Regions from separate parts of the Gasterosteus aculeatus genome. Here region 1 is linked to region 2. A link is a contact called in public Hi-C data. All regions are on one chromosome and are shown on one strand. Each heading gives the region's core, a stretch centred on a gene start, on an enhancer-like site or on the middle of the called end of the contact. The rest is flanking DNA. Distances are from core to core; before and after follow the strand shown. Region 1 overlaps wnt4 (wingless-type MMTV integration site family, member 4). Region 2 has its middle 6.0 kb from the start of svbp.

The links. A called contact is a pair of places that touch in the nucleus more often than the background predicts.
Region 1: a Hi-C map of skeletal muscle shows a contact between it and region 2, with 2.4 times the contacts expected there. The contact joins two enhancer-like sites. A contact is called at or near these places in 2 of 6 Hi-C or Micro-C datasets (skeletal muscle and tail fin).

Annotation. Positions count from the first base shown.
Region 1 is chr17:18,139,874-18,146,353 of fGasAcu3.hap1.1, forward strand. All of the region lies in intron 1 of wnt4 (wingless-type MMTV integration site family, member 4), which reads left to right. Among protein-coding and RNA genes, the nearest start is that of wnt4, 4.9 kb to the left of the region's middle. Within about 2 kb of position 4,943, at least 1 of the 9 cell types and tissues checked has open chromatin away from gene starts, as enhancers often do.
Region 2 is chr17:18,057,230-18,063,315 of fGasAcu3.hap1.1, forward strand. No RefSeq gene overlaps it. Among protein-coding and RNA genes, the nearest start is that of svbp, 6.0 kb to the left of the region's middle. Within about 2 kb of position 3,597, at least 2 of the 9 cell types and tissues checked have open chromatin away from gene starts, as enhancers often do.

The sequences.
Region 1 (6,480 bases), core at 3,693-6,192, 84 kb after region 2:
CCATTGTTCACTCCTCTCGTGTGGTGGGGGGGGGTGGGGGGGGGGGGGTGGAGGGGAGGCTCAGATTGTGGCCGCTGTGCCAAAGAGTCACTTTTTTTCACTTCATTTCTCTGTTTCATTTTACCAAACGATCGGTCGGGCCTTGCTCGTTGCACGTTGACGTCTGGGTGCATAGAGCGCAGCACACGACTGGTATCGCTGACGGCTTCTCGGAATAAATCAAACCGAGGGCCTCGCCAAACAGCACCGTCCGCCTTGAACTCTGTCACTGGGTGCAAGGTAATTGTGCTGTTTGGGGCTGAAGGTGTGGTGACAGCAGCAGCACACAGCAGGCGTGTACAGGCAGGCCGCCGGGCCGCCGGGCTGCTCGACGGGAATCACACTGTGGAGGAAAGTCTGTGTGTGGCGGAGCTGCACGTCAGTCCTCGGCGCCTCAGCGAACCCCTCGATCTTCGGCTTCAGCTGGCAGATGGGGGGTCGAAAAGATGCGGAGCCGGCAGGAGAGAGATAGTTGGTGTTAGATCGGACCAAAGAAAAACACATGCTGTGTCCACTGAGCAGTTTGACTCTTTACCAGTGCTGTTGGCTCGTCTCCATCTCGCTCACGTCAGTGATTACAAACGTCGGGAGACAACGATCCATCGCTTCTCACCCAATTGCTTCGGAATAACACGGGTCTTTCTGGTTGCAATAAGATTCTCTTACTTTTGTAAGTCGTTTGTAATTGTATATCTGAAATGGGCACATTCAGAGTGACGTCATCCCATTGGTTTGGTGATGGCTCTTATGAAGCCCAGACTTCGCCATCTTGGCTTTTTTTGCATTCGATATACGATGGTGTCCATGTTGGGATCGCAAAGGAGTAGAACCGCCATACACGGCTCTGGTAGCCGCAGCGACTTGTCAATCATAGTAAGCCCGCCCTAAAGCATCTTTATGGCCTATTTGACTGTGAACAGACAATATCTATAACATTGTCTATTGTAGAAGGCTTGACGCTGGTGGCCGAGATCATAAACTGATGTTGACTGATTGAATAAATCTGATGGAGAAGTGGAGTCATCTTCTCATAGACCTCTATATACAATCTTGCTATTTTCCCAACCAAAGGAAGATTCAATCGACCAAGTCCTGGCGATCTTCTTTTTGTCTTTTAGACACGATGGCAGGGGATCTACCGGTCAACCGTTGACCTTTTGGGCATCCCGGCATTACAGCAACCACTTTGCAGGTGCTTGTGAATCGGTTTTAAAATAGCCGAAATGTAAAGGAATGATGATTGAAGAAACATGCTATTTACACGTGTTCCAATGGCTGGTCCCGTTGCTGGTACAGCAGTCGTGGTGGACAGGTCAGAATGTGTCGGCCCAGTGTGTGGAAAAGTGTCAAATGAAATCACCGGAGGGTCATTTAGTAGTGCAAGTTCAACAGGTCAAAAGACAGATTTAGAAAAATTAAATTCAAGCAGCCAATAAACATATATGCTGACTTATATGTCTTAGTGGAAGCTACAAAGACGCAGGATCCTACAGGATCCTTTCCCACAATGCAAATGAAATCATATTTTCATTAATTCAATTAAATCGCAGTCCTTTAAAACTACAAATTCTCTCTTTGTTTCAATTCAATTCAATGTGTTTAATTTAGCCCACAATTGCAGATTACAAATTTGCCTCAGGGGGCTTTGTACACGTGCGACATCGCCTGTCACCTCCCAACCCAAAGGGGGAGGATGTGACGTCATCAGGGTTGTTTCTCCACACTTGACAAAGCTCCTGCAGAGCTCCACAGAAGGCAGTGAGCACCAGGTTGTTTGACTGGTTTATGAGCCCTGCAACCTCTTGGGGATGGTGATAACTTTTCCATAAAGTGTATTGCATTCGGTTTGCACAAGCTGAAGAAATACCCAGAACTTGAAAGATTGTGAAATTCCCCCCCCAAAAAACATGGATGAGAAAGTGTTAAGTTAGCAGTTTGGCTGACTTGTTTTAGGGCCAAACTTTCTTCTTCTATAAATGAAATACCTTTTTTTGGTCAGATGAGCAGTATGTTGCCTTTGGTTTAGCTCCTATGTTGGTTATTCAATTAGTTAATGCATTAATTAACCTTGAAACATCATCAGTTCGTTGCAGCCCTGTGGGGAAAAAATAAGACAGGTTGTTTAAAGACGTCAAATCCCCACTGAGATATAGAACTACAAGCAGTTCTTTATGTGCATGTGACCTGCCCCCCCCCTCCCTCTCTGCTTCCAAGTTATTATTGTTTCCCACATCAAACGTGTCTTCCTACGACCACGATTCAGAGCAGCTCTAATGTTCCTAACACCTCTCAGCCGCTCTGACGTCACACTGAACCACAGCCCGTCCGTTGACCTGCAGCCCGTCGGGCATCACGGTGCCAAATCTGAGCGGCTGCTGCGTCACGTGTAGCGTCCCGCTGCCCGAATGGGGATTTCAGCGCTACTTTTCATTAGTTTCTCCGTCATCACCCTCCTCCTCTTCCTCTCACCCTGCTCGGACTGGTTCTGCTACACCTGTGCGCTGCCCCAGGGCTACAGTGTGTGTGTTTGTGTGCCTGTGTGTGCGTGTGTGTGTTGAGCGTGTAAACTGGCGTATTCCCCAACAGTAGCACACACTCAGTAATTACCACAATGGCTGCAATTGCAACACAACGCACACTGCAACTCCCACATGGACGCATGCACAGCTGAAGAGAAGGACAGTTGTGTGTGTTTGTGTGTGCGTGTGTGTGTGTGTGGGGGGGGGGGCATCGGTTTTGAAATCAAATCAAATCTCGTAATCTTTTGGTTATTGAGAAACCAAATTAACAAGCAAGAGGACGTCACTTTCGTCTTGGCAGGAAGTGATCCGGTGGTTTTAACCCTTTCAGTCACTTCACAGCAAAGAGATTCCTGCAAGGCTTTTGTGCTACGTCGCCCAACCCAGTGGGAGCGTGCAGATGGAGGCGACGCCTGCTGCCTACACAAAAAGGCTGCCTGCTAACTGTTGTCATGTGGCCATTAGCAGCTTTATTCTGCCCTATAGGATCGACTTGATTTTACCTCTAGAATCGGAGCTAAAGGAAGTTTATGAATCGTTCCATCTGATTTCGCCGTGCAGTCGGACACGACGCAGGCATCAAGAATAAGTCAACTGTAGAAAGGAGACAATATTCTCACTGATGCTCTCGTTTGCTTAAAAAGGTCAAATAAAGACATTATTCGCTTTCCTCCATCAGCAGTTGTCGGTCCCCCATTGTAACTTAAAGCAAAAGCAACCATTGCGGCTGTGAGTAATCCATCTCACCGCTGTTGTGGCGAAAGAAGGATTACATCTGGCATCTGTGTGAAGATGAGACAAAAAGGGAGAGCGGGCCTTCGCACGGCTTCGTTTATTTGTTCGGTTTAAACCGTCACGAATCTGCTCTGGAGAAAAGGATTAGAATCCTCGTTTATTTGCTCAGCAGAGGACATCCCCTTTAAAGCCTCGAAAGGGACGAGTGTTTGCTTTTTAAACACTTCACTTTGGGGAGGGAACAGTGGGTTCAAGTTTGGACGCCCCGCTCGCCGCCGTCGACGCGACGCAGGAGACACGACAGAACAGCGGCGAGCGCATGTGGATGAAAAAACACAACACTAAACCACCAAATACCCCGCCGTCGCATCGCGGCGCTACATACATGACATTTCTTCGTACTTGTAGCACACACACACACACACACACACCGGCCTTTTTTTCGGTGTGTGAACATGCATGCACGTGTGATGAACAACCATGGTGAGGTGCTAAAGAGATGGCAGCTGATGGGTAACCAGAGAAAGCAGAGACCTTGGCATTGCGGTGCTTACTGGCGCCTAACACTTCTTTACACACACACGCACACAGACAGACGCACACATGAATACGATGAACCTGCAGCATGTTATTTGGAGCACTCTCGTCACCGGTGCGTGTACAGGGGTGGCTCACGGCAGAGGGGGTGACGAGGAAACCCCACGGAAGACGACGGGCGGCCATGTTTGAAGGGCAACAATGGACGTGAACAGCTGATGGCGTTTCTTGAACGTAGGCTGCAGGTTGTCTTTGACGCGTCGATCGATCGTGTACAGTCACTGTGGTCCAGAGGCTTTTGAAGCCGCGAGGCCCGAGAGACTTGAGGGACAGGGGTGAGGCAAAGGTGCTGCTGAGGTGAACGGGACAGGTGCATGCTGGGGGTCAGTAGTATAGTATTAGTATTTGTAGTATGGTAGTTTTATAATAGTTGACCACCAACAGGGTCAACAGCTCCAACAGCAGCTGTGACTCTAAAAGCTTGATGTTGTGAAATCAAACTTTCCCTCAAAGTGGCCCGAGGAGATTTCCGTCTTTGACAGACAGGCCAGCGGAGTTAAAATTGTAACTCCGGAACATGCCTGTGAATCATTGTGTTTTTTTCAATATCAGAGTGATCCAGCTGACGTTGCAAACTAGGAAAGCATAGATTTCCCGTTTTCGTCAGGCGCAACACAATGAAATTTGTTTTTCTATGATTCCATGAATCGAAAAGATGACCTGCATGTCAGCACCAACCACAACTAGTAACAGCTGATTCTGCAAAAGATTAGTCAGACCAATTTGCCTAAATGAACAAATATATGATAACAAATGGAGCAGCAGTGTTGAGATCCTGCAGGAGGCCTTTCAGGATATTGAGGCTAACATTTAGGGTTTGAATTGGTTCCTTTTTTATAAACCCCTTTAAGTTACTGACTCCATACACATTTCCTCTTCATTTAAAACTAAGTGAAGCAGAAAGTTGATAGTTCAATAGTGACAGGTGAGAACCACGCTGAATATTCTAACCTCACGCACAAAGGGGCTTCTTTGTACACACACACACTCGTGAACAAAACACAGTTTATACATGTGTGTGAACCGTGTAAATAGTTAGCAGGACTGCTGCATGTCCAGGCCTGCCTGTTGCACATGAATGATTCCATTTTCCCCAGCGAGCTTATCTCCTTATCTATTCAAGCTGAATGAGGAAATAAAGAGCAACCACAAACGCCTCCATTATGCAGTAATATTTCTTCTAGGTTCACGATGTCATTACATTTTTATTCACTCAACAAATCGACAGTATGGAAGAGCAAAGCACAGGTCATGTGTTACCGACAAGCCTTCCTGTTAACTCCGCTTCTCTATTATTTATTTCAAATTGTCAAATAATCCAAAGATCTCGAACGTGTTACCTCTCATGAAAAATATCAAATCATCTTTAGTCATGAAATAGACCCTAATTACTACAAATGGACCAAAATGTCATTTGTTTCCAAGAGGTCATGGGACCACTACCAGACGTTCACTATGGCACGTTGGCAAGTCGAGGTCATCATTTAGCTGAAAGCTAAGGTTACCGCCGCTGTGGATTCTTAATCTTTTGTAAATATTGGTAAAATGACAAGGTGCATACCTTTTCACTAGAAGCAAACATGTCCCGGCTTCTCATAAAGTCTTGAAAGAAGCTCTTCATGAGAACAAATACGTTGAGAAGATTCAACCCTGCAAACGCGGCGCTGCAGGGAGCGAGTTTGCACTTTGGTTCCGCCTCCTCGTGGTCAACGGGTTTTTGTCAATATGTCTTCGGTTAGCTTCTTGAAATGACATTGATGACATTACACGAGCTCAAAAGGTCGGCACGTTATTTATTACCCCCCCCCCCCTCCCGTGAATTCTGAAGCTTCTGTGCCATCGCTGGAGTCAAACTCCCCCTTTCGGAAAGAGAAACTCTGAACTGAGCAGTTTGAAGCTTAGTGGAAATCATGTGACCAAGGTCGAGTTCATCAGCACTTTGTGTCTCCTGCATTTACCCTTCAAAACTCATATTAATGTGAAGATTAAACACGCAAGTATTGTATAATTGCCAAAGAGCTTATTTTCTGCAACAGTCCAAGATAGAAGGACTTTTTGTGCTGCATGTACTGCGTGTAGCCCCTGCAGCACTGTGTGGGGGGCCACTTTTTGTACCCCCTTCAGCAATGTTGATGATGAAGCCTTCAACTGAACACTCATACGTCGCTCGGCACCGGGATCGGCTAAAGAACTGGTCCTATACACACCTCCAACATCGGTCGCCTGACGGACCATCAAAGGCAGAACCAAGACAATGCAAAGCACGGCGGACAATCACAGTCCAAGAGGGCGATGCCTTTAGTACTTTATCATGACACACACAGACACACACACACACTACTTGATTCCCGGCCTTTAGGGGCCACACCGCTAACCCCCAGGCAGGTGGTCGATTTCATGGCTTATATCGCTCTGTGAAAGTGTGTTATTGTGTGTGTGTGTGTGTGTGGTGTTGGCGTGTTAGCAGAGCATGTTATTTTAAGGGGGAAATGAGCTCTAGTGGAGCCAGCAGCATATAAATACACCCAGACACACACACACACACACACACACACACACACACACTTGACTCATCAGACGCATTCACTCT
Region 2 (6,086 bases), core at 2,347-4,846:
ACGCGCTCGCACACTCAGTCGCCTCACGCCTGAAACCCAATAGACGCGCAGCAGCCAAAGCAAACAGCAAAAGAAGAAAATAAAATAGAGTGAAAGATACGGGGCGGGATATGACCTGGGGTCACTGTGGGTCACTGTGGGTCACTGTGTGTGATGCACACTGACACACTGACACACAAACGTGACGAAACGCACACACCCCCCCGTCGGCTTGTATTTGAGTTTTTCTTTGATGGCAGGAAATGTTGTGTGAGTTTGTGTTGTCGTAACGTTAAATGAGCAGCGGAGAGCAGTGCCTTGCTCAGGGTCGCCTCGGCAGAATCTGTTCCGCGTAAAAGAGGACGTTAATGGTGTGAGAATTCCTGAGAGAAAATACCCAAGTTATTTTATTCACGTCATTGTAGCACTTTTAGTGAACTTGTAATGACGAGTTGTAAATGGGCTCATTCGATGAAATTGCACTTTCCTGTTTCTTGTTCTTTTGAGTTTGTATCCTGACACGTAATGTAACGTCTCCTGAGTTAAGTCTCCTTAACGGACTGTGAGATGAAGCCTAATGTGGAGTCAGACGTCCTTCAGGTCCAGTCCATCTACACATTTTACAAGGATAGAATTTGAGCCGCAACTTGTTCCGTTCTGCCTCCTGAAATAAAATCGACTGTGAACTCTATGATTTCAGTCATTTCTTAGGCCTAATGATCAAATGTTCAAAATGTATCTTTGTGAGACTGATCTGTTTCTGTTCACTCAGATGAGCCAATCATTTTAGAGAATTAACACTCCTTAGAGAACAAAAATCTAACACTGCCATAAAACTGAACAATAACTCCTTTCTTGATTCATTCATCTTGAGGGTTGTAACACTTTAAATATTGTTTTTATGAAGAAAAATATATGAATTTCCTGTACACTAAACAAACAGACAGACTAGATGTCCCTAATGGTGAACAGGGGTCGAGTCTTCAAACCAAACAAATGATTCATGGATTCATCCATAGTGGGGTTATGGCACCGTGGAGCAACTGTTTGAGTTGATATCATTCATATATTTGAAATTCAGACTCTACAAATGATCTTTATGTATCATTTAGTGGCCATGAATATAATGATGATTTAGATGTTTTTGAGATTTTAGCTTCTCCTGTGAGCAGTCAGCCTCGGTACTTTTAAACATTGAGTCCTCTGTCTCAGAGCTAACAGCGACTCCTCGCAAACAACTTGTGTCGATCGCTGATCCAAAAACATCTGTATCCCCCCCCCCCCCCTCTCAGCATCCGGATCCTCTGTTTGTTTAAAATGCTCTCCAATTTTCCGATGGAAAAAAAGGGATATAAACTCTCTATTATGGAACCCTCTTGTTCTACTCATCGTGTTCTTCATACGAGAAAAAAAAATGATCCGGAAGACAAAACCAAAAACCATGAGCTACGTAATTGCAGAAGAAAGGACTTGGGTGGGTAGATGTAGCACGACGGAGTCTGGAATGACGGCATTATGTGAGCGAGAACCACATGAACAAAGACTGGAACGACAGACCGAGGGCCAAAGAGCAGCAGGGAAATTGCGGCACGATGTTTAAACGTGTGTCACGATGGCACCCTGCCGTGAGGTGACCCTTGATAGATTACTGCACCCTTAACCCCACTATTGCTCCTGTAGCTGTGACTAGCGTGTGAATCGGGAGGATGGATGACTGCACAAAGGCAAAATCTCTGAAACCGGACCGGGCCATATAGCGCAGGGCGATGGTGGCCTGAGCAGGTGAGGGGAAGTGTAATCAGGGAGTCTGGATGAGCTCATTTTGGAGCCACCAGTCATGTGGGTGACTGTGGTTCCATCGGCCCCCCATCCACCCATGGAGGGGACAGTGGGTACCAGTGGTCACCACCAAGGCTTTTAGACCAACGCTTTTGTCTCAACAAAATAGTTGATAACCAGCAAAATGTGCATCCTTCTGCCGTCTCACTGCTCAGCAATATTATATATATATTATAATAGTTGTGGCTGAGTGTGTTAATGTTGGATTGTAGCAGCTGGAGACGGAGGTTAAGTCGTCGCCACAGTTCCGAGCTCGGGTCCCTTCACAGCGGGGGGGGCCACCGGATGAGAGGAGGCAAACCAAGTCACACGCGTGGAGCCTCGACTCCATCGGTGCACACGTGTCATCGTATCATCAGGGCGAGCGTCGGGGGACGGGAAAGCAGCGGGTGGAGGCTGACGAAGGCGATGCTCACGGGCTACGGGACGAGGACAGAGGGGAGCAGTGTGCGTCCCCCGAGTCGGCGTGAGAGGGACAGCGGGGTCAGTGTGCTGCTCGGCCCGGCCGGGTTTCCATCTTTCTCTCTCGCTCGCTCGCTCGCTCACACCCACTTTGTCGCTCTCTGTCCCAAGAGCTGCTTCTCATTAAGCCTGTTTGTGTTGGCCGACACACGGCGGCACTTAGCAGCAACGCGCTGGCCCACGCGTGTGCGCCGAGACACACGTGTTTCTCTCACACATTCGGACACGCACACACACACACACACACACACACACACACACACACACACACACACACACACACACACGCGCACGCACACACGCGGTTCTGTTTGTTTTGGCAGTGACCAGGTGCCACTTAGCAAAGCCCCTAAACGCCGGCGATCAGCTGAACACACCACTGTGTTTACTTTTTCCAGGCGTGGACCCCCCAACCCCCCCCCTCTGCCCCACGGCTTGCCAGACAGAATGTATGATGATGGTGAAAACGTGTACCGGAATATAATACTTTACCCCCCCTTCAGGTAGTCTGTCTCTGCTGACAAGGCCTTTGTTACCAAACGCTAATAAGAGGTACTTTTGTGTCCGTTAGCAAACACTGATGCGTTCAAACCCTGTTTCTTACTGTCTGCACGGCCTCTTTTTGTGACTGACTTAATGCACAATGTGTGTTACCACGGTTACCGCGTGATTGCCATAAATATTATGCTGCACAGAACCACAGTCCACAATCAGCAGGTGGATTTAGCTTTTTTTTTTAAATCACACGATTCGCACAAAGTGACGTGTGAGTGGATTGTTTGCTGTCACACCAAAAAGCAGCTGAAGTCTGCTTGAAAGAGGCCCGAGGCCTCGTGTTCCCACACACCGCAAACCGCCGCGTTGCCGTGGACAACCCCCAGGTGTTTATTTCCCACCCAAACTTTTCCAATTCCCAGCTGGATCCCTCTGGCGCTTCGTGGTCCGGGCAGCTTCATGCAGTCCGCCACTGAGCAGCACCACGATTCAGGCAGTTCTACACATTAGTGTAGTAACAGTGGCTCATGGAAAGCCAGCGGTGAACTGCAAGCGCTGAACAGCTGTTCAGGTGGTTCCGGCGGCTCTTTTTCGGGCGTCAATGAACGAATGTGCTTACTCGAGCTAAACAGCAGCTGCGCCCGTCGTTTGGCTCGAGCTGGTGTGACGGCGAGACCTCAATGCCGTGGCTCCGCCCCCTGATTCCTACTGCAAATACTACGGCAAATTATAGCAGCGTCCATGTGTGGGTTATTCTAATAAGAGATGCACCGCTCGTCATAGATATCGGCCATGGATACACACACACACACACACACACACACACACGCGTAGTGTTTTCTGTGCTGAACACCGAAGGATGGAACTGGGAAAACACACATCTCACATAGCTATCGCACTCCAGAACACACTGCAAACACACAAACACTCACACACGTGAACAGGAAACAAACGCAGCGTTCTCCTTTCTCGCCAAGTGTAATTTGGACTCCAGCCCTCCCAATTTTCTGTCTGGTACAGTCTGCGGACGGGCAGCAAACAGCCCCCGTCAGGTTTCGGTTTCCCGGCCTTTTCTCCCTACACACATCAGGAATGTCATAAACACGTGACACAATACGAGCATTCTTCGGATCCGGCAGCACGCACACGCATGCACTCAGCGCAACACACGCGCAAACGCACACGGACAGACAGATGTGGCTTTGCCCTGCAGCGGCTATAGCTACTATTGTGCATAGGTTAGAAAGTCCATGGTCCCCCTTGCACACACACACACACACACACACCCAGCATGACTGAACACACACCCGATTCAGAGAACATTCTCCAGAGCGGAGTGTTTTCCCCACAGGGTCCAGGCACACTGCAGCCCTGTGGTCAAAATGTTACAGGACGATGTTGGATTATAACCAACAGTCAGTCTTTTCTTTGGAAAATGGGGATCCCTTATGCAACGTTAAAGCCTTAAAAAAAAAAAAAGCTCTGTTGGCGAAAAAATCACATTATTGCAAAAATGGCACAAGGGAACGTTTACAACTTGACATCAATATGAATCATGTAACAATATCAAGTGTGTGAAAAAGAATGATTGAACCGTATCTCTCCCTGAAGTTTACTCAGAGATCTGTTAAACAAAAGCTGTTGGCTTCATGAGACACAACAAAGTCGGCCTTTCAAATTGACCTAATAGGGTTTTTCCTCCCGTTTGTTCTCTATACTTTACGCCAATGGTCAGTTTATACAAATCAAACTCCTCCGTGAACCCTGGAGTGGACATTTGTACAGAATTTGAAGAAATTCCCTAAAAATGATGTGACCAAAAGACACACTTGACAACCCTGACCTTTGACCATCTCTGTGAATGGACTTGAGAATGTTATGCAGAGATAACGTAAAAATATCGATACGATATCTGCAGTATTTGCATCTCTTCTTTATAGTGAACGGCTGGTCGTGGCCAACGAGTGTTCTCGTCTCCAGCTATTGAGCAGCGGTTACCTTTGAATAACAGGGTTTCCTAAATGGGACTGTCAGGGAATGCTGCGCTTCAGGTGTGTGATCGGTGGCGACTGGGGAGGTGCCAGGTCACAGGGTTAAGGTTTCTGTGGGACGTCTGAGGACACGGCGCACCCTGGTTAGGTCCAGCTGTCAAAACACACGCACTCCAAGACAACCAGGTGTCTCTGCATGAATGAGTATAGTGTATACCACCTGTACACACACACACACTAATTCTGCATGGAACCACATCTCAGACTGTTGAGGCTGATGACGAGCTGTGTGTGTGTGTGTGTGTTTGCGCGTGGAGGCGGACCTCCAGAGAGGACGCTGTTTGACTCGAACTGTCAAATTAACGGACTGATTGCAGTACAGTCGGCTGCAAATTGTGTGCACGGTGATGTTTGAGTACGTGTGCGTCTGATTGTCAGGGCGCTGGAGGTACCGTATGCACGCGCGTGTTGACTCGGGGAGATTTGGCGGCTCGGCCTCAGGGGAGCCGTGGCTTAGTCAGCGCCGGCGCACTGTTAAAGCTAAACACTCCTAATTGAGGAGGACGCTACAGGCCCTCCTCTGTGTGTGTCTGTGTACTTGTGAGTCTGCGAGAGAGGGAGGAGGTTGGAGTTAGACAAGGAGGTTTATAAGGAGCGAAACACAGCAGTCTTGCTGTGGTAAATAACACAGAGGCAAACGCATCAGTGGTCCCTTTTTCTGCCCTTTTTGGGGGTAATTTGCTGATGTCTAGATCTAAATGCAGTGTGTGTGTATTCGCTGTTCTCTTGGACTCAGGTTGTTCACTTTTCCATGCGATGTATGTTGCTCTGGAACTCACGATGAGAGGGAAGGATTAACCCATTTTGTGAGAGCTGCCACTCACTTTCTGGTAGGTCTAATAAACCCTCCAGCCTGCGTGTTTTTAGTTGTCCTGCAAGTTCTTAATCCACTCATTACCCAGACACGGTTAATCGGGACATGTGGGTCACGCCAACGCTACCAACCCACTGACCCACCACGCAACTCAAACGGGCCGCGGATCAGATGCCCAGTGGAGGAGAATGTTGCGTTTGACCCCACTCCCATTTTCCAAAAGTTACTCATCAAAGGCCCCTTTTTGTTAATCGATTAACGTCTTTGTGTACCGGCATTCATTCTGAATTCTCGCACCCACGTCCTCCATGTTGCCGCAAAATCAGTACAAATATTGGACCAAGATTTAGCAAGAAGTCGCCAAAAATCATTCTTGTCAAACAGATTCTGCCGTCAAAACATTATTGTGTGTGTGTGTGTGTGTACATGTGCGGCAAAAGCGCCAG